2 separate regions of the Capsicum annuum genome follow, and region 1 is linked to region 2. A link is a contact called in public Hi-C data. All regions are on one chromosome and are shown on one strand. Each heading gives the region's core, a stretch centred on a gene start, on an enhancer-like site or on the middle of the called end of the contact. The rest is flanking DNA. Distances are from core to core; before and after follow the strand shown.

Region 1 (7,860 bases), core at 205-2,704, 170 kb before region 2:
CTCCATATTACATATGAATTAAGTAGACTATGATATATTAGCATGCAAGTACATTCATATGTATCATGAATAAAAAATATATTCTTTTTACTATGATACATATTCATAATGATACATATATATGTATCATGAACTTTATTTTAATGCATTGATCTTATTTCCCATCTTCAACACTACCCATTAACTCTCTCAATCTTCATTTAAAAGCAACCAAATACATCAATAATTCCTCCTCTACCACCACCACCCCCGTCTTTGCCATTCTAATCGAAAATCTAGCAACATTGTTCAATTTCTCCTTTTTCTCTTAATATTTATTGGCCTAAAGGATTGAAAAAAAAATCAAAATCGATTAAAGATTGATGGATTAATGGTGAAGGGTAGTTGACGGGTTGTTGTGTTTACATTGAGTATGGCGGTTAAAATTGGTGATTATTCGACGAGGGTCATAGATCTGTGCAATAATCAGTGGAGGAAATCAATGGCAAAGTGAGAGTAAGGTGAAATTCAATTCTCTCCCACAAATTTAAGGTTTGTGTATGGTGTCAATGGACGGAGTTTAACAGTGAAGTGAGGTTCAATTCAACTAGGTCTTCATTAATGGTGTTGAGAAATGATTTGTATTGGGAAAAAATACAATTGTGGGAGAGAGATTACTGAAATTTTTTGGGAGAAGATTTTAAAAGATGAAATCCCGTAATTTTGAGCTACAATGGTTGAGTAGCCTGCATTAAATATGTATCAAGAGCAATTTTCAATTTCTGAGATTTTCTGTAATTTTTTAAAAGGTATGGGATTTTATTTATTAATGGCCCTAATACTTGGGGATTTGCGTAATTTATCCTACATATTACAAATTAAATGTGCAAACCTGAATATATATATATATATATATATATATATATATATATATATATTTATATATATATATATAATGTCAGTTTGATTTGAGTTCGATTTGACTTTTCTTTGGTTAACACCAAACAAAATCAAGAATGCTTCATTTTTTTTTTCTAACGCCAAATCAATCAAATCAAAATTCAAGTCGATATTTTTTATCTATTTGATTTAATTCATCAATTCGATTTAATTCGATGATTTAATCAGTAGACCCCTACTCGCAGTATAGTAATATATTAGCTTTAAAAGAAAAAAATAACGCAAAATCCTCTACCCAAAAGCATATCATAGGTTAAATACTTATTCATGAAGCAATATAAACCACACAAATAAAAGAAAAAGTCATAGAAACAAATAATGTAAGATAGGTGTGTAGATTAGAGGACAAATGAGGCACGGAAGATATTGCTTGATTTGATAAGTACAACTAGGGGTGTACAAACCGAACCATTAAGTCAAACCGAACCGATGAATCAAACTAAACCGAGGAAAAAACCGACTTATGGTTTGGTTTGATTGGTTTGGTGTTGCTAAAAAAAATACGATCATTCTTGGTTTGGTTTGGTATTAGCAAAAACAAAATCAAACTGAACTCAAACCAAACCGACATAATACATATATAATTTTAATTTTTTATACATAAAAAAATATTACTTATAATCTACTTTCTTATTACTTTTATTATTTTTTTATACTCAAAAAATAAATATATTCTTGGGCCTTTAATTATACTATTTGTCCATTAGAAACAAATTAGTACAAAGCCAATATTAATATAAAAACCTAAAACTCTTCAATTGTTTCACTTTACATTTTACTTTTCAAGTTATGAGAGAGTTCTCATTATTTCCTCATCTTACTTTTCTCATTCTCCTCATTCGTCAAATTATGATTTAGGTTTTTATTTTTTTTATGCAATTATGTTATAGTTAATTACTTTATGGAGTTAGGTTTTTAATAAGTTGTCTTCAATTCTTCATTCTTTTGTATGCTCACATTTTTTGTGAAGGAAACTTTCAGATAAGCTATTGTGACTAGTGACTTAGAAATTGAACCATTGGGTATCTACATAATATTACTTTGAAATAGTAGTTTAGACGTCTTAGTAATTTGTCAACTTAATTTTAATTGGAACTACTCTATGACCATTATTTTTTTTTTTAATCTTTTTAGTGAAAATATTTATTTTTTTCTTCAATCACATTATAATTGTAAAAAAATTGAGAAAACCAAAAAAATCCAACTAAAACCAAAATAAAAAAACCGATTGTATATTGGTTTGATTTGGTTTATAGATTTAGAAAATCGACATTATCGGTTTGGTTATATTTTAATGAAAAATTGAACCAACCCGACCTATGTACACCCCTAAGTACAACATATAAAGGGCATACATGTGCTCTATTGTTCACTTTTACTTGTGTAGATTGAATTTTACATGATTTTTTGTTAATAACGACAAATGTAAATATTTTATCACATATCTATATTAATTGATATTTAACCTTAAAAATGACAAAATATAAATATATTTTTAATATAGTAAATAAGTAAAAGTGAATGACAAAAATATCAAATAAAAATAGCCATTGGGGGCACAATAAGTCATAGGGGATCATTTGCTTTGGAAGCTAGTTATTCTGACATTAAATATCTCTGGATTAGCTATTTAACCCTCAAGAAGAGATAAAAATAACATTATAATTCCGAAATAACTAACTGTGAGATGAATTATTTCATGCATTTTATTCCAAGCAAATATGGGATAAGCTCATCCTAAAATTAATCTCAATTAATTATTCCTTATTTCTTCTACCAAACGATCCTTAAGTGTATAGCTTATGTGGGGAATCTTACTCTATTCGTCTCAAAATAATTGGCATATTTTTTTTTGATGCCAAACAAAATAAAATTTAACCATTATTGTAAGATCTATTTTATAATAATATTGAAAAAAGAAAAGTTACAACTCATAGTACTCTTCATATAGTTTTTTAATATCTAATTTTAACTTTAAAATATTGAATTAATATAATCTAATTTAAATTTAAAAATTAGTCAAATTAGCTCTCAAAAAATGAAACATGCCAACTATTTTGAGATGAAAAAAAATAATAATTTAATTAATTAAATATCTAAAATTATTATAATCTTATTGATGAAAGTTCGATTCCCTCTTTATAATTATCTTTCCCATTTTTCTTCCTCTACCTCCAATTATTTTTAAATAACTAGATAATGAAGGGTCTGTTTTACGGGTCCAATATTACAGTTTTAAATGTATTTATTGATATTTAATTATTTTATCAAAAAATTAAATTTATATTTTTAAATAAATACAATATAAAATGATAGTAGAGATCACACTTTAAGAAAACTATATTTTTCATTTTTATAAAATCAATTAATAGCTTACAACTTATTTAAATTGCCCTAATTGAAATTAAAATATAATATGCTTTAATGCTTATTTTAACACCAGACCAAACATATTTTCTTGAATTAAGTAACTAATTTTAATATTTTTATTTTAAAATTATACAAGAGGATAAATTAAAATTATAAGTGCCAGTATAATAACATTTTTATAAAATTTTACGGGCAATATTTTCTCAAAATATGATCTTTTTACCTAATATACTACATAAATAAAAGTAAATAGCGTATTTATATTAAGGAGATAAGAGATTATTCTTATCCATATAAATATATCATACATTCATTTTCATAATAAAGTAATATAAAGATACAAAAGATACATTATTAATAGTTAAAAATTATCTATAAAAAAAATAGAGCACAAATCAAATTAACAATGGTGGATTTAAATTTTTTATTAAAGGGATTAAAAAAAATATATGTAATGTTAGTTTAAAGTTATTTGACATGAAACTAATTTATCAATTATATCGTACTCTCTTCATTTCTTTTTATTTACTCTATTTGGGTTAAACACATGCCTTAATCTCTTACTCCTATAAAATTAAAAGTAATTTCACTAATATACCTCTAATTAAATTCTATATCTCGTTCCAAATTAATAATAATTACATTTATTGAACAAGGGCATAATAGAAAGATTTTGTTCAAACTATTCTTGAAAGATTAAAGGAGCAAAAATTTATGAATATAAGTACAACCCAAATGGAGCAAATAAAAAGAAATGAATACATTATTATATATCTTATTTTTAAGATTATAAATCTCATTTTTTATGAAAGCTTACATATAAATATATTTATATAATATAGTAAAAATTCTTTACATTATCCATTTAATGTACTTCAATCTATTTTTAAAAATTTATCTTTTAAATATCTGTTTTGCGAGTTGACATGCACATCAATTGTGATTACACCTATAATCCTTAAATGAATACAAAAATTGTGCATCGAAGCATTATATGAATATTACATATGTAATTTTTTTTCATTTCTAGTAAAATATTTGTAACATATTTTCTTATTAAATTAAAAATATATAGTTATACTCCTTTAGTATTTTCAATTGTTTTTAAATATGTAGTTCCTTTATAATAGAAATTATTTATATTTCATACTTTTCTCTTGTTTCATTTCTTTGTTTATTGAAAGAATTCTTAATTATATATTCATGTATATTGAATTTATGTAACATTGAATTTTTGGTGAATCTATTAAAAGTATCAAACTGAATTTGATCATAAATGAAGTAGTATGCTCCTACATAATGATGCTTCTCATGTCTGACATAAATAAAATGACTAAATATTTTTTTAAAAAAATTATTTTCAGGTAGTGAATTAAAGAGGGAGGTCTTTTCATATACCATTTGAGAGCATTTTAACATTTTATTAACAAAAAATAACTTGGAATTAAATTTATAATCTTTTTGATTGAATAATTTCCAACTAAATACAACAATTGAAATTCAAAACTTGTTAAAATAATATTAATTTAAAATAATATAATAAACATATAAGTGTAGATTATGGCCAAACGCCTACTTAGTTTACTTTTAATTTCAAACATTCCATCTAATTCATTTATTTGTCTTGATATTTTTATGCTCTATTAAATATTAAAAATAATAATTTAATAAATTAATTTATTTATTATTTTATTTCAGTTTAACATATACTATTTGTTTTTATCACATCAACTTCATTCAATTTTATTATATTAAAGGAAAAAAAATTGAAAAATAATTAATTTATTTAATTTCTAAAATAATAAATAGTTTACACTCACTTTAGTTATGTTATGAATAAAAGTGAAGCAATTGCAAAAAGTAATTTGATTAAATCTCGGATTAATTTAAAAGAAGAAAAAAGTGTATGGTATTAAATATTACCTTTTGAAAAAAAAACTGATAAGGGTGATAATTAATGACCATTTGAAGACAAAAATTAAGTCCATATTCTTACACATATACATGATGTTTTTGTTGTGCCAACGTGTTGTTTCCGCATGTCCATTAGAATTTAGTACAACTTGAATGATTTTTCAATAATTTAATATAATCTTTGCTTGTTGTACAACTGCTTGAAGTTGAATTATATTGTTAAATTACGAAATTGCTGAAATGATATTTTTACCATTGATCGTCAGTCAACTCATCTTTCTATATTTAAAATAAAATATAATAAAAATAGGTTAGTATGTGTTCCCAATACGTATGAATGTATTTATGTCCACCCGCTTTAAGGTCCATCAATTTTTTTTATGTATCTAAGAGGCTAGAACGTGTTCGTGATATATGTAAATGTATATATGCGCAGTTGTATAGACATATATCTAAGTGTTTACTTTGTTTGATACATCAAATTGATAATAGATACATCAAATTACGAGTTTAATAGTTAAATAATAATAATAAAATTAAATAATTAAATTACATAACCAAGATATATATGTTTTTGTCTTATATTAATGAAATTAATGAATTTATTATTCTAAAGAGTAATAAAATAAAATTAATCAAACACTGATACATAGTTTGATTTTTGCCTTATATTTGTGGATTTGATTAATTTAAATGTTTAAAATTAGTTGGTCATGGATCATAAATCACAATATATCCGGCTCTCTATAATGTATCTGCCTATCTTTTTATGAAATTTTATGTAATATTATAAAGTTGTGAGAGAGAAAGCAATTAGTTTCTCAGTTATGAAATTTGTGCAAATTGTTCAAAAATTATTTACATCCTCAACTTTACTTAGAAAATTAGCGTTTCTCAATTTGAAGAATAGACACTTTCTCTCTTTTATCCTAACTTTTTAAAATGTCTATTTACCCTTACATTGCCAATTTTTTCTTTTTCAACTAATGATTTTTTTAAATAGTAATATAACAAATCTCTGTAGAAAAAAATAAGCATTATTAGTTAGACAAAAAAAAAGTGAGAAATAGTAACTTAAGTGCATACATTATTGACGTTTAATAATGAAATGAATGAACAAAAATTTACAAAAAAAAAAAGGATTTTATTAATAATAATAAAACTTTAATATCTATTGTACAAGTAAAAATCATAGAGAATGATAGTTTTATAGATATATTTTAATATAAGTAATAAAATAATTAATAAAAAATAGAGGTATATTTTATAATGAATTCCTAAAAGATCATCCATTTATGTTGTTATTAAATTATAATTTAGAAATAATGATTAATGACCAAACTCATTTATCTATATAGACAATTAAGAATAAAGATAAGTAAAACTTAAAGGTGCCCAGCTTAAATATACATCTATACTTAATACATGTTGTAACGATCTAAAAATTTGATGAAATATGTGAAATTTGTGATTTATGTGATTTGACTATTTTACCTCCCTCCGTAGTTGCATTATGGTATTTATGGGGTAAGGGAGTGATTGACATAATTGTTGATGCATTTTGATATCATTTATGTGATATTGTGGTTTTTGATGGCTTTTGGAGCCTTATTTTAGACTTATGGGGATATCTTTTGATCCATGAGACGGATGACCGAACGGACTGCACGAGCAACTCTAAAATATCAATTTTAGGCTAGATAGACCTTTGGTTCAAGTCCCGGTGCACCCAAGCTCATTTCGACCTATTGATCGAAATGTAGGAAAATTAAAAATATGGGTGTAGGACCCACATTTGATAGAAACGACCTCGGATGGAAAATCCGACTTCGCCAGTAGATCTAACATGTCGATTTTAGGGTGTTAGCATGTTTATTATGATTTTATGGCTTTTAAATCTCATTTCGATCCTTGATTTGGAAAATTATGATTTCGGATTACGGGGGTCAACTTTGGGAATACGATATTTCCTTGAAAATATGATATCGCCATCGCTTCCAAAACATCAAATTTAGTGTGGTTACATAATTCTTTTGCATATCTTGGACTCCAAACGAAACCCGAGTACCCCATGGAAGTCCTTTTTTTGGACTTAGAAAGCTGTGCAGATTTTTCTGCATTAAACCAGTTTTTTAAAACTTTTTTGGCCCATTTAGTCCATTCTTTCACCTTAGCTCATGAGAGTTAAATTCTAAAATGGTGTGGAGCTTAAAAGTGAAGCTTGTGGGAGCTTGAGAAGCTAGATTAACATCTATTTCTTGATTTTATTATGGAGAATTCACCATTTTCTTAGTAATTTCTTGATAAATCTCAAAACCACAAAAATTTTAGGGCTTGATTTTAAACCTCAATTTCACTCCTTTTCACTTGAATAATGTTTTCATCTTATAATTACTACTTTTTCTTCAAAACAACCTCGATTCTTAATTTTAACCTAGATTCCAAAGATTTTACCCGGTAAAGCTCAAAAATGATTTTACTTTGATTTGAACCTCGTTTTTTACTCAATTTAACTTGGTTTTCAGTTGTAGGTTCCTAAAAAATGAGAAACATGCTTTTGAAGTAAAATTTTGATTTTGCTTCTTTTTTTAGAAACCCATTTCGGGGGTTCATTTTGACCCCGAACCAAAAGTAATC
Region 2 (7,458 bases), core at 766-3,265:
TATTTTTTTCATTAATCAAGAAGAGACAAAAAATTTTTCCATGTTTTACCATTTGCATTAATTATTTTTCTTCAAATTAAAATGTACACATCATTTACTAGGGGTACAATGTTAAACTAGGTATGTTATTAATTATTTTTCTTAATTAATGTATCATCTTAATTTGGGACGGATAATTTGAGACAGAAAGTATTTATTTTATTTTCTTGACGGTAAACAGACATGACGACGGTCTCGTGCCACTTCTATATAAGAGAATTAACCCAATACCGAGTGAAGATCTCCCAAGAAAATCAACTTCAAAATGTCGAATTTGACCCCGTGATGACAACGAAAAGTTCCTCGCTCCCTTATATTAAGTGGTAATTCAGTTTAAGGTTATAAAATTTAGAAGCCATTTTTATATTGTTGAATTTTATATCAAAGAAATAAATATGCATAAAATAAAATTGATGTTATAAATGATAATGAGTATCTATCAAGATATATTCATTATAGATACAGTAAATATATATTGTTTTGGAGAAAATTTTTTAAAATATCTTGAATAAATAGAGGTTTTTTTTTTTTTTTTTTTTTTTTTTTTTTTTTTTTTTTTTTTTTTTTGTAAATGATACTCAAGAGAAATAAAAATTATTGTTTCTTCTTTCCTTTGTTATTCTTTTCTTTGCTATATTAGTTTATAACTCGTTAGCTTTAAGGAATTGAGGAATTTAACAAAAGCCACGAAGCTCTACTATTTTTCCATAAGATAAGTATTGTTAAGTTCTTTGATAAGATTGTATGAATATATCCATAATCTATCATCAACTAGAAAAAGAAAGCTCGTGCTCTGCATGGCCCGATCATTATTATTCGAAATTAGTAATTTTAATTATAACATTTGTAATACTTTAAATATGATAATATTTGTATCTTTTTCTACTAACTATATTAATGTTCTGATATTAAAGATCAAATGTCATTCATAAGTAAAAAGATTGGAAAATATATGATCAAATATATTACTTAGTTAATAAAACTAAAACATGATAGAATTTTTCAACAACCAAAGAAATGTTCAAATTTAAATTACTATAACCATGTTCTATTCCCTTATTTTCATATTTAATAACGTTGTTTTTTGCTTGTACTCATCATAAGAAATTCGATCTTACTCTTGATTTTTTTTTTTTTTTTGGTTTCTCATTCGGTGTCCGGTACCCGCATTGGAGTCCAACTAATCTGGATTCACGCCCGGTAGATCCCCATTCGGGAGATAGCGCTCCCAACAGAGTTTTTTCCATACCCAGGATCGAATCCTTGACCGCTGGTTAAAGGTGGAACAACCTCATCCGCTTCACCATAACTCATGTTGGTCTCTTACTCCTGATTTTCACTATGCTATCCTTAATTAAATCGTGCATATTAATATAATTTTTTAATTATGCAAAAACTTCTTATCCAAATAATGTCTTCTGATTATATAACCAAATATTTATTTTAATAAACTGAATATAAAAGTTATAGATACCACATTCTATTATTTTATTACTCAACAAATATATATATTTTTATTATTAATGAAATAGCAGTCAAAATTCAATTTTCCTTCAATTTGTCTAATTTTAGGCTACTTTTTATCTATATGATATCAATTTTATTCAAAAATGAGCATAAATATATATAAAAATTACACAAATACACAACTTATGTTTTTAATATTACAAAAAATCTCAACTCCCTAAACATATTACAAAAATTCCAATATATACACAAAATATTATGTATATGTCGGTTATGTTATGTATATTAATAGAGAGAGAATGATATAATTAAAAAGTGAGAGAAAGTGTAATTAGTTGATAAATAAATTGGCTCAATTTTAAATTCTCAATTAGCCCAATCCAGTCGCCCAATTCAATAACGCGCAAGCCCACCCAAATTTTAATTTTAATCTCAATCGCCCACCCTCTTCGATCACACGGTCTTTATCCATTTCTTTAATTATTTTTAGTTTACACTAACATACCTGACTTAATTACATTATCCCCAACCCCAACTACCAATCTCTTCTTCTCTCCTCTTCTTCCTCCCATACCCTCGATCGTCAGCCCATGGCCGGGAATACCAAGCAGGCCGCATATCATCTTGCATTCTGCAAGAAAAGAAACAAAAGGAAAGAAAAAACCTATTTGAGAGTACCCAAACTTCTATCTCTTACTCCTTTCTCTATCTAGAAGAAACTCATTCACTGTCTAACGTTGTTTCCCTACATAAATTAATCTTTGCTGCTCGAAATAAACTGGTTCATCTGCTGCAGAAGGTCAAAATAAATTGGTTCATCTGCTACGAAAGTTTTATTATCAGTAGATTTATTGATTTTTGTTGGTAAAATTTGTTTTTTTTTTTCAACTTTTTTGTAAATTTGGTTTTGGATTTAACAGTTATGAAGAAACAATTTTCGATTTGAATATTTGATTTAACAGTTATAAAGAGATAATTTTTATTTGAGTATTGAGATATTGTATTGTTGGATCTGATGGTATTTTCTTTTTAGGAAATATTACTTTAGATATGGATATTGATGGTAGCATGTAAATGGACCAATTTAGCCCCCATAGCTGCCAGTGCAGTTGACCTCACCCAAATTATCCCGAATTGTCGACGAGGAGGACAACGAGAAGCTCCTTAAACTACCTCTTATAATGTATAGGAATATATATTTTAGTCAACTAATAATGATGCAGGTGATATGGTGTGGTGAAAGATCTAGTTAAGCTCAAGAAATATATGACTACCAGACATGGTAAAATTTCACGTTTATTATTATGGCTAAATTCATTTAGGTGTATAACCCATTTGTATTGGTAATATTTTATAGGTTGTAACTATTTCTATTGATAAGATCGATGTTAAAGGAAAAGCTTCAATTTGTTCATGTAGTAAATATTTTGAAAGAGATTCTAAGCTATCATAATTTAATAGGTTTAAGCCATGAATATAGTTTATTATTAGGGAATGGGAGCTTTGATTTTTATAAATACAAATTTATTTCCTGTGGTGAATGTGATAGGAGTAACACCTTCAGAAGAAGTAGAATAATTGAGAAAAAATATTCTAAAATTTACTCTTGAAGTAATAAATCTAAAAATTTATTCATGTAATAGTAAATGTAAATTTACGTAAGAAAAAATTACATGTCATGATAAACTTGGAGTTTATTAGTAAAAATAAATTCATAAGTTGGCATTAACGATTATGACACCCCAAAGATGAGCATATTGATTATCGGACAAGTAACGAACAACTGGAAGATTCATCAACAGTTGTTTTATGTTTCTTGTTCCTATAATAAGTTGGTTGGACCGACTAATGTTCGGATTGTATATCAAAAAAATTTGAAAAGTATAAAAGGTGAATATAGACCCGTTCACCCATCATGTGGTATGTTGAAAAGATACATCTATAAGATGATCACACATGCATTTACTGTCAATTTGTAGTTTGACATTTGTAAAGTTGTTTGATCAATATAAATTGAGTCAAGAGCATAATTTCAAATTGAGTAATAAGACAATCTATCTTGATTATGCTAGTTTGGGTTGAATGCTTTCGATGAATATCTGGATCATTACTTATGAGGACAAAGTTTTATGTATTGGTTTGAAATATGATATATTACAAACAAAAGTACTTATGTGCATTAGACCAATAAGTTATGATTAATTTCTCTGTCAATTGGTTCGGGATCAGGAACCAAATATTTGTCATCTATTAGTTTTTTATGTGTGGTGTACGATGAATGTATATATCATGATGCACAAAGATAGATTCACTAAAGTAGATTGAGATGTATATATTAGTTTTCCTAACATAAGGGAGAGAACTAAGCAACTATGAAATATGTCGAAAATCATCTTCAGATCCTCATTCAAAAGATAGTTCAAGTCAAATGCTAGAAGCATTTACTGACCTAAAAGTAATCTCATATTTCTGTTGCAAATGCTCCTATTGAATGTCCTTGAAGGAAAAAGTCTACGACACTTATGATTATGATATACCAATTGCTTATAAATGCAGTAATTCTTAAAAGAGGAAAGGAGCAAATGATCATAATAAGGAGGTAAAGTGCTCTTGAGGAGCCTATGACATAATGCTCATGAAACCTTGTTTTATGGGAGAAAATGACTTTGACTTATTTGAATTCAAAAACATAGGAAAAAGTTTCGAACTCAATTTTGAAAATAAAGCTGCCACTTGATTTAATTTTGGAAAATTAAGAAAATTTTGAAAGACTTAAAAAGTGTTAAAACAACAAAAATCCTGTTAAATTTAGAAATTCGAGTGAAGGTTCAAATTAATATCCCAAAATTTTTTTCAAGACACTTGAGGTATCCACTAACTCGAGGTTGTTCGGTCTATTTGAAAACAACTTTTTGACTAACTTGAAAGAAAAACATTGTTTGTCTAAAAAATTAAATAGAAAATTATTTGATTAATGTATTTATTGAAAGATAATTTTGAAACAGGTTTAGGTAACTAGTCGAAGAACTTGTTTAAATCTTAATTAGCAAATACTAACAAAACAAAGAAGAGAGAAAAAATTGGGTTTAGGCACTCTAAGCCCAAATCCTTAAACTTGTCCAATAATGGACTATTGGGCTTGACCCACTTCAAGAACTTGAACCTTTCCTAAAACTAGAATATTCGGACTTTTGTTCCACAACCTACCCTAAATTATTTTCGGGTGTTTAAGGCCCAAAATTTGCTTCATCTGTGTTAAATTACAAAGGAGAATGGACAAAAATAGCCTTTCGACTAAAAAAATGACACAAAATAGCCAGTGAACTCAAAATTTTATTTTTTAGCCATTTCGCTGGCTAGCAGCTAATGACAACAAATTTGCGCGGCCTTGTTTGACTTTTTCTCTTTTTTTTTTTTTGTTATTTTTTTTTTGTTTTGTTTTACTTGTGTTGTTGCTTTTTTTTTTTTTTTTTTTACTATTTTTTAAATTATTATAGAAAGTGTATAAAATAATTTATTGCTCTTTTCTCCACTATTTTTTTCTCTTTTTTTAAAAAGATAATCAAATATAAAATATGCATTTTTTCAAATACAATTAAAAAAAGAAAAATACATATTTCATATGATACAATACATATTGACACATATTGTACTTATATATAAGAGATAATAAGATAAGATTGATAGTCCTCACAAATTTTTTTATGCAATATAATTGCTACATGTGTCTATTACTTTGTCTACACATTATTATTTTTGTCCTCATTATCAGACATAAAGTATTATAAATAGTCCTTGTAGTTGTCGAATTGCTATTTCGATAACTTAATGCATCAAGATCAAGTGAAAAAAATTACAAGTTGAATTTTTAATATTAATTTTTGGCCCAAATTTAGCACCGTCCGAATAACACTAGTATACAAATACATATGTATTGCTATATGTTGGTACGATCCAATACATATCCGATAAAATATAATACAAATACATATATGAGTATTCTAAAGAGAGAGAGTGTGTGTATCGATACATATTGATACTACAATATGATATACATTGATATGATATAATACATATCTGGTATATATATACACATTCTATACAACAATGATGCAATGTTTATACACATTGTATACATATTCTACACAATAATTGTACAATTTATGTACATATCTTACACATACGTATTCTGTATAACAACTATACAGTTTTATACACATTCCACACAATCTTTAGCTACTATCATTGTTCTAATACATGTTTAATACAACAACTATATAATTTCTATACACATACATACACATATATATGTGTATGTATGTATGTCTTATACAACAACTATAAAGTTTCTATGCACATCTTATATAGAATCTATACATATATCTTATCGTGATACATATTCTATACAATAATTATATAATTTTAATATAACTATATTTAATTATTATTTGTAAATGAAAATAACAGGCTTTTTTTAGTCAAAAAATTTGTAGCAAAAAACAAAAAAACTGAAAACATTAGGCTGAATGACCCAAATTGAAAAAGGACTAAAAATGATCGAAGTGGCTAAAAATGATCGAAGTGGCCCAAGAAGAAAGAGGAGGGCTGAAGTAGCCCAATGACGATTGAATGATAATTATTTGACCGACTGACCATAGAATGTCCATAAGCCCAAACATGACCAATATTTTTTTTGAGTGGCCATCTTATGTTCTTTTCGCAATTACAAATTGGGCTTTGAGGCTCATAAAACATAAATTTTTCCAAGACTTTCTAAGTGTCAAAAAGCTAGCAGCTTCATTAATGGGTTTGATCCCATTTTCTCTCCTTCCTTTGCACCTATATGTCATATGTATATCGGCTTTTTGTGTTTAAGCTTTGGGGCTGACTCAAAGAGTTAAGAAGCGTAGGCCTCACTGGCCCATAGAAGAAATGCAATGAAAAGAGTCCATTTTGAGCTCAGACAAATTTCACATGCAAAGAAAAAATAAAGATTATAGTCTAACATGAATGCCATTAATTTTTTTTTGCATGAACTAAATACAGACAAACTAAACAAGGCATAAACATATTTCTTAATGATCATTATGGGACTAAACTATCTCTAAGCAAACATAATCAGTTCCGGAGGAAAGAGTAAGGTAAAAATCAACACAGGGCATCTCTTCTTACAAGGTTTACTCAAATTAGCCTAAACAGATTCTAATTTTCAAGACATAATTATAAATTAGTCAACAAAAGAAATGAAAATTGTTAAAGTGATTCATTGTAACTTTCTTCCTTATTTTCTCTTCGTCACTACCCAAGATTGGATGAGAGAAAAAGGAAAACATGCAACCAAAGCATACAAAATCATGCCAATTGAAACCCACGTAAAGGAAAAGAAAGAAATTTTTTTCAACAAAATGAATGAAGACGAAGACAAGCAAATTCACAATTTGTTCAGATCAGATTTTTAAGAACAGAAAGGATCAAAAATACCCTTCAACTATCTGAAATGGATCAAAAATATTCCTTGTTAGTATTTTGACTCAAAAATATTCTCCGTTAAATATTTGGCTAAAAAATATCCTTCCCTCTAACAGACTTCTACTGAGCATGCCACCTGAGTAAAAAAAAGTCATGTGATCATGCCACATCCCCATCCACATGTCAAATTCCCCCTTTAATTCCACAACCCAATTTATCATCCAACTCGATCCATCTAGAAAAAAACCCAATGTAAGAGTCAAATAACAAAGGGTAAAACAAATATCGTATCTTTCTATTTCCCCTAATATCTCCTAAAAGAGAAAACAATTATCATCAAGTTATCATTTGTTATATACTGAGATAAAATGCTTCAGTTTTCTCTCCAAGCAAGTTATCTGTAACACCCCGTATTTTGGGCTAGAACGAAAATCGTCATTTCTACGTGTAGATGTTTCAAAAGTCATAAATCCTATGCAAATT

Evidence for each region. A called contact is a pair of places that touch in the nucleus more often than the background predicts.
Region 1: a Hi-C map of leaf shows a contact between it and region 2, with 4 times the contacts expected there. The contact joins two enhancer-like sites. A contact is called at or near these places in 4 of 5 Hi-C or Micro-C datasets (bud, leaf and placenta).

The regions. Positions count from the first base shown.
Region 1 is chr10:139,906,550-139,914,409 of UCD10Xv1.1, reverse strand. No RefSeq gene overlaps it. Among protein-coding and RNA genes, the nearest start is that of LOC124888038, 6.0 kb to the left of the region's middle. Within about 2 kb of position 1,454, at least 1 of the 5 cell types and tissues checked has an H3K27ac peak or open chromatin away from gene starts, as enhancers often do. A contact at or near this core is called in leaf, where this site is marked.
Region 2 is chr10:139,733,823-139,741,280 of UCD10Xv1.1, reverse strand. No RefSeq gene overlaps it. Among protein-coding and RNA genes, the nearest start is that of LOC124888275, 6.3 kb to the left of the region's middle. Within about 2 kb of position 2,015, at least 5 of the 5 cell types and tissues checked have an H3K27ac peak or open chromatin away from gene starts, as enhancers often do. A contact at or near this core is called in leaf, where this site is marked.